Linked DNA regions of Zea mays: region 2 is linked to region 1. Evidence: chromatin contacts called from public Hi-C data. All regions are on one chromosome and are shown on one strand. The core of a region is the stretch at or near the end of the contact, and the rest is flanking DNA. Distances in the headings are between cores, read along the strand shown. Region 1 holds the start of LOC100384028. Region 2 holds the start of LOC100282782.

Region 1 (6,753 bases), core at 1,672-4,171:
GGATATAATAGATTAGATGACACTTGCCTTCATCGAGTTGTTGCTCAGGGTCTTCTCCTGCTACTCCTTCGGGAAACACGGACTGCTCATTGTCTATGCGATGCAAACATTCAATCAATACACTTAGAAATGAAAAGAATGGTACATCATACAAAGGAAAATATCATTAAGTCGTGCTACATGACATATAACTTGCTTCTACATTCACGCGAAAAAGGCACGCGACAATCGAAAAGGGTACACCTTCGGACTATTCATGTGATTAACGCATAAAATTGTATTTCTAGGTTAATTTTAATTAGTGTAAATCGTTTGTAGAGGATATTTTAGATAAATTGAACGGTTATCTTACTAGTTGACGACTAAATAAGAATGAATTAATTAACATGAGTGATTATAGCAAAACAATTTAATAATACGCGCGGACGGTGCGTGGACAGCGCGTGCGACACGCGCAGACAACACATGAATCGCAACGCACAAGGGCGTGGGCGCGACAACGCACGCGTGGACAGCTGGGGCGCGAGTTAGACGTGTGGCACACACATAGCGAGGGCACGCGATGGCGGCTGCGCGCCGAGGCGGCGAGCCATGGGTTTCTCAGGTGTTTAGCGCGTGCTCGGCGGGCACGCGTCGTGGCGAGATTGCGGTTGCACAGAGGTGGTGGGGGTAGACCGAGCAGGGGGTAGACACTTACCTCAGTGGGCTCACCTCGGATGGTGAAAACAGAGCACATACGTCGAGGAGGCGAGTCGACTTCAAGCGCACGGACGCGGCGAAGTTCCGGTGTCGCTCCTGGGACGACGGTGATGTGTCCCGAGCATGCGGTGCGGCCTTGGGGAGGGCAGCGCGTAGTGAGGCAGGTGCGAACGACGATGAGGAGAGTGCGGCAGGGCGCAATGCGCGACAAGGCGGGCACGAGGTGCTACACGGCTCTGTGCGTGAGGACGAGGCATGTGGAAGAGAGAGAGAGAGAGAGAGAGAGAGAGAGAGGTGGGGCTAGTGTCTGAGATGGAAGAAAGGGAGAGGGAGGCGCAGGCGGGCGGTTTTGGCGAGTGCCGCGTTGTGGGTGCGGAGGCAGTTACACAAAGAAGATGAACAGGGGCGATAGGCGCCGACTGGTGGGCCGACGGCTGTAGGTGCAGGCAAGCTCAGCGGCGGCGCGCTCAAGCGCGCGTGAGCGAGCGGGGCCAAGGCGCGGGCACATGGTTTGGCTGGCGCAAGCACGTGGCTAGCTGGACCGGGGGTGGGAGTGCTGGGCTACGGGCGAGGGCATGCGTTGGGGCACGTGGCTGGGGCGGGAGTCGGTCGTGGAGTGCGCCAAGCGCGGGGCGCGCGGGAGGATGGGGCAGGCTGGCTAAGGGGGAAATGGGGCTTTTCCCTTTTCATTATTGTTTTTTTCTTTTCTTTTTTTACTATTTGAATCTAGTTTTAGTTTTTGAATTCAAGATCAAATACACTCCATGGGTTTAAATGGATGCACACCGAAACACAATCATCATTTGAAAATAGATGCTCCAGCATGATGCAACAGTAAGTCTTTTAGGGTTTAACTTGCCAAATTAATACTTGTTTAAATAAAAATAACTCCACTCTACTCCTTCGAGAATATGGCAAGAAGGAAGAAAAGGAGGAAAGAAGGTAACACCCAAATTTTCATAGATATTTTAAAAAATTATATCTCTAAATTTAGGGTGTTATATTTGTTGTCTTACTCCACGAGAGATTGTGAACAATAGCTTTAGTAGAAGTGAGATGGAAATGACATCAAGTGGACTCGTTGAATCAAGTGCTAGAGCTCTTGTGTAACCACGCTTTGCGAGGTGAGAGTGGACCTACGGGCCATCATTGGTAAGAGTACTAGCAGCAATCTTGACCTTGTCTCAATAAAGTTAAGTGGTTGACAAACCATGAAACCTTGGATAAAAATCACCGCGTTATTATCTTTTGTTGGTTTGTAATTCCCCAACATAAACTTTTATTTACTAGTTGATAACTTGTGGTTGTGTTGTTGCTCTTGTATAGTTGATTTGCTTAGCTTGTGTAGCTTAATAATTGTAGCTTAGTAGTTCTACTCTAGTATAACCAATTGAATAGTAGTAATACTTTTGCTCATTAGAATGTGTAAGATCTTTAAACTTTTCCATATCAAATAATAAATTTATATTGCACTGGACCAATGGGTTGGGATACCAGTAAATATTTCATGAACTATCTAAATTAAAATTAAATTAGTGTGTTTACTATCCGTTCCACTTTATAATTTATTTGACTTTTTATCCCAAATTTGTCCCACTCGTTTTATTCAAAATTTTTCATAATTATAGTTAACTTTTATTGTAATATCGTTTAACATATAATATACTTTATATATGACTTTGATTTTTTTCGCAAAAAAATAATAAAACGAGCCTGTTAAACTTAGTAAAAAAGTCGAACGAATTATAAATTAAGACGGAGATCATTTCAAGTCTAGCTTCAGATATTTGGTATCGGGTCTTTTACTCACCTCTATATACAAGCAATATAGCCAACTAACAGAGATAGCTTTGTACAACTAATCATGCAGGTTTAGCAAAACAACAAACATATATGAGTTGTTGAGTGGCTATTTTATTTGGTATACATGGGACAATAATGGTAGGCTCCGATTCTCCCTCCGAACGGCGACAGCGCCTGCTCCGCCAGAACGCAACGTGGCGCGCAGCAGCTAAGCGCCCCGCGCACCCGTTTCCTGCTGCACCCATGTCGGCCAGCTGTGTTTCCTACTACTCTCGAAAGCAAGAAAAAACCCCATAAACACTGTACGAGATCACTGACCATAATCATTAGCAATTTAGCATTAGCCTCAGCTGGCGTACCGTCGAGTCCATTCCCACCTTTCTACCCCTTCCAGAAACCTCCAGGATCCGACTCCAATCGAATCGCCAAAGCAGACAGGGGCGCTCGCGGGGGCGCCGAGCTCGACGGGGCGAGATGGCCGGGAACGACTGGATCAACAGCTACCTGGAGGCTATTCTGGACGCTGGCGGGGCCGCGGGAGATCTCTCGGCAGCCGCAGGCAGCGGGGACGGCCGCGACGGGACGGCCGTGGAGAAGCGGGATAAGTCGTCGCTGATGCTCCGAGAGCGCGGCCGGTTCAGCCCCGCGCGATACTTCGTCGAGGAGGTCATCTCCGGCTTCGACGAGACCGACCTCTACAAGACCTGGGTCCGCGTAAGTCCTTCCGCCGCCGCCTTCAGCTGATGTCTATTCGAGTGTTATGGGCACGTTTTTTTTTTCTGGCTTGATGTCTTTTTTCTGCCATTTTTATTTATTTATATGAATTTTGGTTTCAGACCTCGGCTATGAGGAGTCCCCAGGAGCGGAACACGCGGCTGGAGAACATGTCGTGGAGGATCTGGAACCTCGCCAGGAAGAAGAAGCAGGTATACGCATGTCCGACCGAATAAAAGTTGATAGCAGCATTACTTGTTTCTTGAAAAGCTTGCCGACCAATTTTGTGTGCACTCAAGAACCAACTAACTTTTGGAGATCGTGCTCCTGAGGTAACTATTTAGACAACGGATTCTAGTACCAGAAGTATACTAGTGGTAGTAGTGTTTTTGAGTGAAAACAGTAGGGCAAAGCCCCTGCTTTGATAGAGAGCTGCCTGACCAGCCAATCAATCATAATATGTGGTTACAAAAAAATCATAATATGTAGACAACTAGCACTAAGATGTAGTTGTCGACATAGTATGGTTGACTGGGTGGTCAGGCTCGGGTAACTTTTGTTGCACCTGGGGAATATTTAAATCCTACTCGTGCTGTGCTTGTGCTTGAACTGGGTCCTCTGATCAATTGACATAGTGTCTTATGTGCTGTCTCCTGCTGAGATAAATTTCTTGTATTGTGCTCTGATGCTGGAAAGCACACATGTTACATCAAGGTTTGGATGCAAACCTGTGGAAGTCTGATTTATACTTAGGTCTTTGTCTGAAAGGAAGTATTTCAAGTCACATAGGTTGTTTGTTTTTAGAAGGGTACATCAGATAAATTTAAAATGATCCATGAACTAGCTGTCTTTTCTAATTTTGTCATGGAATAGTTGCGGGTAGTAGATATGGCAACCTTCTAGGGCTCAAATAAAAAAGATCTTTTCTTTTTATTTTTGAGAGGATAGCACAAACAGTATAGCATAATATTTTCCACGGGCATTCCAACATGCATGATAAATATCTGATGCAAATATTTAAGCATAATATCTATCATGAATTTGCCAACATACATGATAAGCATCTGATGCAAACATGTGAAAGTTTATACTGGTATTCTTGCTTGTACTACAATCTTGGCATTGAACTTTAACCACAGAAGGTAGCTGCAGATACATAAAACACATTTAGCTGCAGATACATAAAACACATTTGTAGTGCCATAGTAGAATTGTTCATGCCCACGGTACATATATTTGTTATATTTCATGATTTGGTTTCAGAAATTATGTTCTCTTTATAATTTTTTTGACCACAGATAGAAGGAGAGGAAGCCTCACGATTGTCTAAACAACGCATGGAATTTGAGAAAGCTCGTCAATATGCTGCTGATTTGTCTGAAGACCTATCTGAAGGAGAAAAGGGAGAAACAAATAATGAACCATCTATTCATGATGAGAGCATGAGGACGCGGATGCCAAGGATTGGTTCAACTGATGCTATTGATACATGGGCAAACCAGCACAAAGATAAAAAGTTGTACATAGTATTGATAAGGTATGGCGCATTGGAGTTAATAGCTGTAGTTGATCTAGATCTACACATTCTTCTTTTTTTTTTGTTCGAAGTTAATGGTGTTTAAGAGTCTAAACATAGAGTGGCCATATAATCAGTTAAACTTGTTTATGGATTGTATAGTTTGTTCTTTATTTTTTTTCTCGAATATGCAGGAGTGCTGCTTATCATTATATTAAAGTAGAGGGAAAAAGGCCTGAGGCCTGGGACAATCAGAACACAACACTAAAAAAAACACACCAGACTCACACAAAAAACATATACACACACCAAACAAACACAACACAGACACATACCAGCCACACGACACACTACCACCCCAGCCTACCAAGAGGCTACAAGACTTTCCTTTCTCTAACCAGGGTCAAAAAGGGAGCGCATGTTCTTGGCTCCTGCAGAAAACCACAGTCTCATCTCATCTTTGAATCCATCCTCTAAGGTAGAAAGGCAGGGTCGAGCTCCGTAAAAAACACACCTATTTCTCTGTTTCCAAAGACTCCAAGCCCCAAGGAGTACCATACTATTAAACCTCTTTCTTTTGCTTTTAGGAATCCTAGTTGAAGCCTTTCTCCACCATTCAGCAAAATCTGAATCTCTTCTCTTTGGAACCACAGAAGAGAGACCATTTGGAGTTAAAATATTATGCCAAAACTGTCTTGTGATGACGCAATTAGATAGAATATGTTGCACAGTTTCACCTTCTTGATCACATAGAACACAGTCTTCAGGATAATGAAGCCCCCTTTTTTTTGAGTCTGTCGGCTGTCCAACATTTGTTGTCTATGGCCAGCCAAACAAAGACCTTACACTTAGGGGCTGCCCAGCTCTTCCAAATTCTTTTCCAGGGCTCAAAGGATTCCGCTCCAATGAAAAAAGCTCTGTAGGCAGATTTGGAGGTGTACAGACCATTGCTGCTAAATTGCCACACATGTTGATCATTTGAATTTTGAAGCTGAAAAGTTTCAAGAACCTCCCATAATTGTAGATATTGCTCAATCACAGCCAGGAAGAGATTTCTCTAGATATCATGAACCCAATAGTATGAGGTAAGGGCCTGCTGCACAGTCCTTACTTCTCTAATCTTCTTCGGAACTGCAGCAACAATAAGGGGAGCTAAATCTACAATAGAACACCCATGAATCCACCTATGTTTCCAAAAGAAGGTTGAAATACTATTACCAATGGTGGTAGACACTGCAACCTGAAATAAAGCTCTGGCCTGGGACGATATTTTAGGATCAAGGCCGCTCCAAGGCTTAGAAGGAGCAGTTTTTTTGTAGCCAAAGCCATCGCATTTGTAGGGCCCAGTTCATCGTGTGGAGATTAGGAATTCCAAGGCCCCCAAATCAAAAGGCCGAGTGACTTTATCCCAAGATATAAGGCAATTACCTCCTCTAGCCTCCTTTCTTCCTTTCTACAAGAAATTCCTTCGAATTTTATCAAAGGCTTTGATAACCCATTTAGGAGCATTGAGAGCAATAAATAAGTAAACCGGGATGGCAGAGAGTACAGATTTGATAAGAGTGATTCTCCCAGCAAGATTTAGAAGCTCAGCCTCCCATCCTGGAAACTTGGCAGCAATTTTCTCTATCCAGTGAGCGTGGTCTCCAGCACTAAGTTTTTTGCTGCTCAGAGGGAGGCCAAGATAGGCTGTAGGAAAGTTTTTTGAGGCACAACCCAAGGTCTGGACAGCCAACTCAATCCTTTCATTATCACACCGAATTGGGTAGGAGAAACTTTTTTGCAAGTTAGTTTGAAGACTTGAGGCAACACCAAGACACCTCAAAATTTCTCTGACCACCACTAAGTCCCCAGAAACTGGCTTAACAAAAACAACAACATCATCTGCGAACATTGAAACCCTTTGGCTAATGCTTCTACCAGCAAGGGGGTGTAACAATCCACACTCATCTGCCCTGGTAAATAGGCTATTAAGAATATCCATGACTGGGATGAATAAAAGGGGGGATAAAGGATCACCT
Region 2 (6,753 bases), core at 2,084-4,583, 300 kb before region 1:
TTGGACCCAAAAGTAACTTACAGACTGAGCCTAAAAGTAGCTAATGGTCTAAAACGGATGAAACACTTTGTTTTATAGTTTAGAACACCAAAACGTGGTTTCAACCTCTAATTAGCGTTCTGATGTTTAAACGTAGTTTTAATAACACTGACACCACATTCCCTCATGTCGCGCCGAGGCCAAGCCCGCCCCTCCCTGTCAAAGTCCTCCCCTCCCACCGCACCACCGCTGAGGCCCATCGAGGTCCCCCCTCACGTTGCGCCGCCACCAAGTCCATGCCAAACTCTCCCCGTCGAGTTCCTCCTCCCTCCCTACTGAGCCCTCATCCCAGCCTGACGAGCTCCTCATTCCCTGAGATGCTCTTCCCCGCCCAACGACTAGGATAAGAGCATGGGAATAAAAGGGAAAATAAAAAGGAATAACAATAATTTAAATGATGAGTATGTTCTATGTAGGAATACAAGTGAATTGATCACCTTCCTCATCAGCTTAAGCTTTTAGGTTGAGCTGATTGGTGCATGCAACTTAATATATCAGAGCCAGGGGTCTCGAATTTGAATCATGGTTAGAGCAGTTAAATAAAATAATTATTGATCGCTCCTATTCCACGTCTGGGAGCTAAGAGAGCCTCGACGTGCGGGGGAGTGTTGGAATAAAAGTGAATTGGCCACATTTCCCCACCAGCTTAAGCATTTAGGTTGAATTGACTGGTGCATGCAACTTAATAGAGTAGATCCCAAAAACATAGGGGGCTAATTTAAAGGCACTACTGGAGTTGATCCTAGCAAACAAGGCCCTCCAAAGTAGGAAAAGCCATCAAAAGTCAAGTAGAGGCCTTGTTTTAGAGTCTATTGTTGGAGTTGCTCTAACAAGGATGTAGTATCCCATCCTTAATTTCAACTAACACTACGCTAACGGGTTTGACATGAACATTTAGGTAAACAATCATGCCATGGACACTAATGCTAGGTGTCACTCCACAATCCTTATAATATCACTGCAAGAAGTTTCAACTATGTACTGAAAATTCGAATATTTAACAACTTGGAAAATACCTGATATTGTATCCAGTGCCAATAAATCATAATCTGACACAACGCCAACCTACAACAGGAAAGAAGTTCAAACCAAATGAATGTTTTTCTCTATGCATTATGTACAGAAGAAAAAAGTTCTTTCACCATATCTACAGTGTAAAAGAAAGTGTGGTTATGTCCATGCAGTGTGCCTACTATTTTCAGTGCATAATATAAATGTTTTTGCAGGTCAACAAGACATTTTCTGAATAAATGTTTTGCCATAATATAAAGTATAAGCATTTAGAACATGTCAAGTCAACTCCCAACGTAGGTAGGTATGAAATATAGGACGTAGGTAGGTATGAAATATAGGAAGGTAACATAAGAAAAGAATAGTCCTTATGCATGCATTTCTAATTTGAGACTTCATGGGCTTTGAGGAACTAATAATTGTACCGACCAAATTCCAGTCATCATCAATAACAGGAAAGCCAGAGATCCTATGCTTCACCAGCATCTCAAGGGCTGCAAAAAAAAGTAAAATTGAATGATCACGTTCTACTGATCGAAAGTAAGGCAGACAAGTGCAGCATATGAGAAACAAGGCACCGTCATCAACTGAAGTTGTTGGTTTCACAACATGGAGCTCTTCCCTTTTGGTCATAACATCACCAACCCTATAACTTCCAGTGCTTTGCTGAACAACCAGAAATTCAGATTGCAACAGACATTTAGTACAATTTAAAATATTTCCATCTGCAAACAGAAAATAATAGTTATAACCAAGCAAGTAACTTAAGGAGGTTTGGAGAACAAGTTCATTATGGATAAGGTTATTTTGTATCACATTTGTGCAGTTATGCTAAAGATATTTCTCAGAACATTTGTCATAACAATTATTTTGCTATCATGTGTTCTTTAAATAAAATCCAGGAGTGCTAATTGGTGACTCTAAGGGTTTCTGTCTTCACTCTCTAGTACAACAAATTGAAGTAGTTTTTCAAAATGAGAGCTCATTTTGGAAAACTAGAATTGAACTAAAGAGGGGCAGTGAAGACTTTTAGGGAAACCAATTTGCACCCCTAACAAATTCAATAACCACCAAACATTGAAGTCGTTTTCTTTTGTAGTGAACGATAGAACAAGAACTTTGAAACATAAAAGGAAACTGAACCCTTACTTTCTAGTTAAATATTTTTCAACATCATCATTATTTACTCCATTCTAGAACAACATAAAAGCAATCAGTACTTCTCCATTCTACAACAAATATCACAGCATCATCATGAGGGTCAGCTCAGTCATAAGCAAGCAGTAGAGAGCCTGTATCTAATCGTACGCTCGTCTAGTCGTCTTCAACCTTCTATGTGGTGTCAATGAGCACTACAATCACGTGCAAACGTGGATCACCCGCTCCGTGTCCTTCCCATCCTTCCATAAGTTCTAAAATGACCTTCCACTCATCATCGCGCTCTTCTTCCGTTGTGATGTCCCTCTACTTGCAAGTTGTCTTATTTCAATGTGATAGACATGCTATATCCGGTTCCCTAAACAATATCAGCCAAGAAAAAGTTGTTATTTTGTCACTCCCAGTTTGAGCTCTCTGCTATTATATCACCATGTATCTCTGACTTGTGGGACCATCTGTGTCTATGATTTGTGGGCCCGATAGTAAAATGGCTCGCTAGCCAAACTAACAGATAACCAAATAGCCAGTCCATTATATGTGTGTTTCTTAGTGATGGTAATAAGTGACATGGCATAAACATTTAGCTAGCAACTGCCTAAATTATTAGCCTCGCTCTAATCGCATATACAAACCAAACTGACACTAAAACAATCTTCATCTTTATAAAAAAATCTGTTAAAAGCTACAGCCAATAAACGGGGAGGGAGAGGGACTGACCCCGGCCACGGAAGCGTGTTGCGGGAGGCCACGAACGGCGAGGGCTGCGGACACGGCTGAGGCCCGGATGGAGGTCCTTGGCCGCGCGGAGGGACCAGGGGAAGCCACATGTGGGCCTGCAGGCAGTCGAGGCCGCATCCGCCCGCTGGCGGCGGCCGTGCAGTTGGCGGGGAGGAGGAGGAGCGTGGCGTCCATGGAGCCGGCCTGATCCCACCTCCCTGCTCTTCCTCCCTCACCAGCTCGCTCGCGTACGGTTTCGTCTTGAACGAGAAGGACGAGGCCACGAGGAGAGGGAGAGGAGGCAACCTGTGGCTCGGGCTGCGCCTCTGGCGCTTTGGGCGAGGAGTGGCAGAGGAGGCAGAGGGCACGGCCGCACGGGCTGACGGGGTTGGGGATGAGAAGGTTGTCGGAGATATTTATGTGTTATATGTAAAATATATTTGTATATTGTTATTAGCAAGTTGTCGGAGATATTTATGTGTTATATTTTTATTATAAATGAGTGAGACGAAAAATGTAATGTAAGTTACATAATAGAAACAAATTCTACTAATGTATAAAATTATTTTTCATCCTCCACCCTATAAATTTGAGATATGCTTATATCTAAACTTTGTAAAGTGTTGAAATGTCAAATTCCAAACAAAATAAGTTACTTTATTGAGTGAATTCCAGTTTCTCTAAAATGAAGGGATCCAAACACCCCGTTAGGGTATTTGGTTTATAGGGACTAGTTTTAGCACTTGTATTTAGATTGTCTCCAAGAACGTCCTCTAAATCTCTATCTCTATTATATTAAAGCACTAGTTTCAACATCTATTTCAAATTAACCCGTTGCATGCCCGTAGACCATGTCGGACCGGCTCGTTAGCACGTCAGGTCATTTGGTTAAATCAGCGTAAAATATTAAAAAAACAGCGCAGGAGGTGGGGATTCGAACTCACGCCTTAATCTCTACTAATCCTTAAGAGCTCACTGTAGGCGTCCACCAGGGCTTCATCGTGCCCCCGACTTGGCGCGCCCGGCCTCCACCCGCGCGTTCGTGCCCCTGCGCCCGAGATCTCGCATTCGCATCCGCCGATTCCACCACCATCTCCTCCTCCTCTCCCCCTCACTACGCGTTCGCATCCGCCGATTCCGCCACCTCCTCCTCCTCGCTCCATCTATGGAAGGCCCCCACGCAACAGCCCATCTCCGCTTTGCTCACCCCGATTCCCCCCATGGCCATGGCGACGATGGAGGCCACCACGCTGACGGTGCTGCTCAAGGAGGCGGCCGCCGCCTTCTCGACCCGTCGCGCAGTTGCCGTACCGGGCAGGCCGGAGCTCACGCACGCCGCCCTCGACGCTCTCATCGACGCAGCGGCCGCACGACTCGCCGCCGACGCCGGATTTCTCCCGGGCCACGTCGTCGCGCTCTCCTTCCCCAACACCGTTGAGGTTCGTCTCCTTTCGAATTCGATCGGTCATGTTCCTGCCTACGCGATGTAGAGCCCCAGAGTAGCAGGAGTCGGGACCTGACGCGCGTGCATGGAAGGGGATCGAGGAATCCGCTCTCCATGGAAGGGGATCGAGGAATCCGCATTGTCGTCCCTCCTGTTCGGCCCGTGTATCGCGAGCGGAGAGGAGGCAGCATCCGTGACCCCCGTCCCCATCCGTCTCCAGTGCGCCAGTTGCCTCTCCTTCCCGAGAATGTAGTCGCTTCCCCGTCTCCGTCCGTGATCCCCGTCGGGAAACTCCAATGCGATGCCCGCCATGGGTCCTCGCCCTCGCCCTCTTCTTCACCATGTCGCCGCTTCCCCGTCTCCGTCTGTGATCCCCGTCGGGAAACTCTAATGTGATGCCCGTCGTGGGTCCTCGCCCCCGCCCTCTTCCTCCCCATGTCGCTGCTACCCCCGCCCCGAAACACCACCCCCTCCCTTCTCGCCTTTATGGCCGCATGGAGATGGCTTGCTAGCGCCGCGGCCGATCCATAGCTCGTGCTCGTCTTCTCCGCCGCTGCCACAACCACAAGCAACGTTGCGCGCAGCACCTTCACCGGCAGCAGGGGACACCTTAAGCACAACGTCGACATCTTCATGTGTCGCTCTCCCTGTTCGAATATGACATCCGAGGGTTCGATTCAGTATCAAGCAATGGCGGCATCACGTCCGTGGCGTCGAAGGCGGACGCGGTGACGATGCGAATGGTGTCCCGCAGGGGTGTCGTGCAGTTGGTGCTTGTGTCGGCCATTGCCTGGGTCATGCTCGGGCTCGTCGCTCTCGCCTTCCACCTCCGGCCATGCATCTCCCCCGTCGCCTTCCTCTCAGGCCAGCCCCACGGCTGCCCATAGATCCACTTTGATTTGCTTACCTCTTCTGTTGGCAGTATACTCTATCACCTCCGGCCATGGAGCAGCTGTCGTCCTAGCTAAGCAGGCACAGGAAGGCACACGATACACCACAAGCATGGATCCCAGTTGCATCTATCTAATCAATTCTAGGCGTGTCCTACTTCTTCCTACTTATTAATTTGTGAACTTTAGAAAGCTTTTTTATCTTCCTACTTATCTCAGGTATGTGCTTTGGTCTCCCGAAAGCTTTTTTTCTTAGAAAATGCAAGAGCACACCAAGTTTTTTGAACTTTAGATCCTCACAAAATTACTGGAGCACTATTTTTACCATTTATTTTGTGAATGCAACGTTTAGTCTGTAGCAGTGTCCTACTTCTTCCTACTTATTAATTAGTTGATGGCTACTTTTGTATGAGTTAACAACTTATATGTGAGAGGGCAAACGAGACAGAGTTGAAAACCCAGCATCTCCCTTACTCAAATCCAATGGACCATTATTTGGATCATCCCTCACCCCTCATCCCTCCCCTGCCCCACGACCTCGTCGTCCCTAGCCTCCCCCTCCCCGTGTCCCTATCGTCCCCTCCCCTTGCTCTGCCACCGCCACTGTCGATCCATCCCCTCCGTGGGATCGTAGTGTTAACACAGGCTATATGTTAATATATACCACTATATAATCCAGCAGTTTAAAACTTTGCAAAACTTACCTAATCAAATCACCCCCACGCCGTAACCTCCACTAAATCCGCCAAACAAATTGCACCTAGATTTAACACACCATCAAAATCAATGGTTCAGATCGCTGGATAACCCTCTCTCCCTTACTCCAATCCAATAGACAATATTATTTGGATCATTCATCATCTCTCGCCTCTCATCCCTTCCCCTTCCCCTTCTTTATGACCCCGCTACCCCTAGCCTTCCCTTTCCCCTCCTCGCGTCTCGCCACCCCCTCCCCTTCACTCGTGACACTGCTACCGCCGTCAACCTCTCACCTCGTGCTGCCACCGCCATCGTCGACCCCCTCCCTCTACGGGACCATAGCGTTAGCATGTACTATATAATAGTTCAATAAGGAGAGAATTAGAGAGAGTTTTATGAGAGATGGAAGAATTTTATTTAGATGAAATTCAGAATGCACGTTTTCGTAAACAAATCTTCAATAATTATCTCGTCACATAAGCAAGCATGGTGTTATCACAATGATTTAATGAGTAGAGAAATAGAGAGAGTTTCATGAGATATGAAAACAATTATTTAGATGGAATTTGATATATATTGTTTCATAAACAAAAGCTGATGCGACATGTAGTGGTAGTAGCCTTAGTTGTAATATAAAAAACTCGGTTTCCTTTTTTGGTTGTGTCACATTTGATTTTTTCCTTATGTTTTAGAGTTGGACTACTCTATTTCATAAAAGCAAGTTCTTTTACCAAATATACTATAGAGCAACTCTATCGTAGAGTCTATAATGTAGGTGCACTTGTTTACTGTATA

The links. Hi-C and Micro-C count contacts between places; a contact is called where the count stands out from the background.
Region 2: a Hi-C map of endosperm shows a contact between it and region 1, with 2.4 times the contacts expected there. The contact joins the promoter of LOC100282782 here to the promoter of LOC100384028 in region 1. A contact is called at or near these places in 6 of 25 Hi-C or Micro-C datasets (bundle sheath, ear, endosperm and 2 more).

Annotation. Positions count from the first base shown.
Region 1 is chr4:67,991,235-67,997,987 of Zm-B73-REFERENCE-NAM-5.0, reverse strand. It overlaps LOC100384028, which reads left to right and starts at 2,921. Exons shown (of 14, transcript NM_001362239.1): 1 at 2,921-3,216; 2 at 3,339-3,428; 3 at 4,515-4,753. The coding sequence starts at 2,977.
Region 2 is chr4:68,293,256-68,300,008 of Zm-B73-REFERENCE-NAM-5.0, reverse strand. LOC100282782 reads right to left here and starts at 3,333. Exons shown (of 8, transcript NM_001155688.1): 1 at 2,926-3,333; 2 at 1,629-1,716; 3 at 1,480-1,544; 4 at 1,056-1,104. The coding sequence starts at 3,120.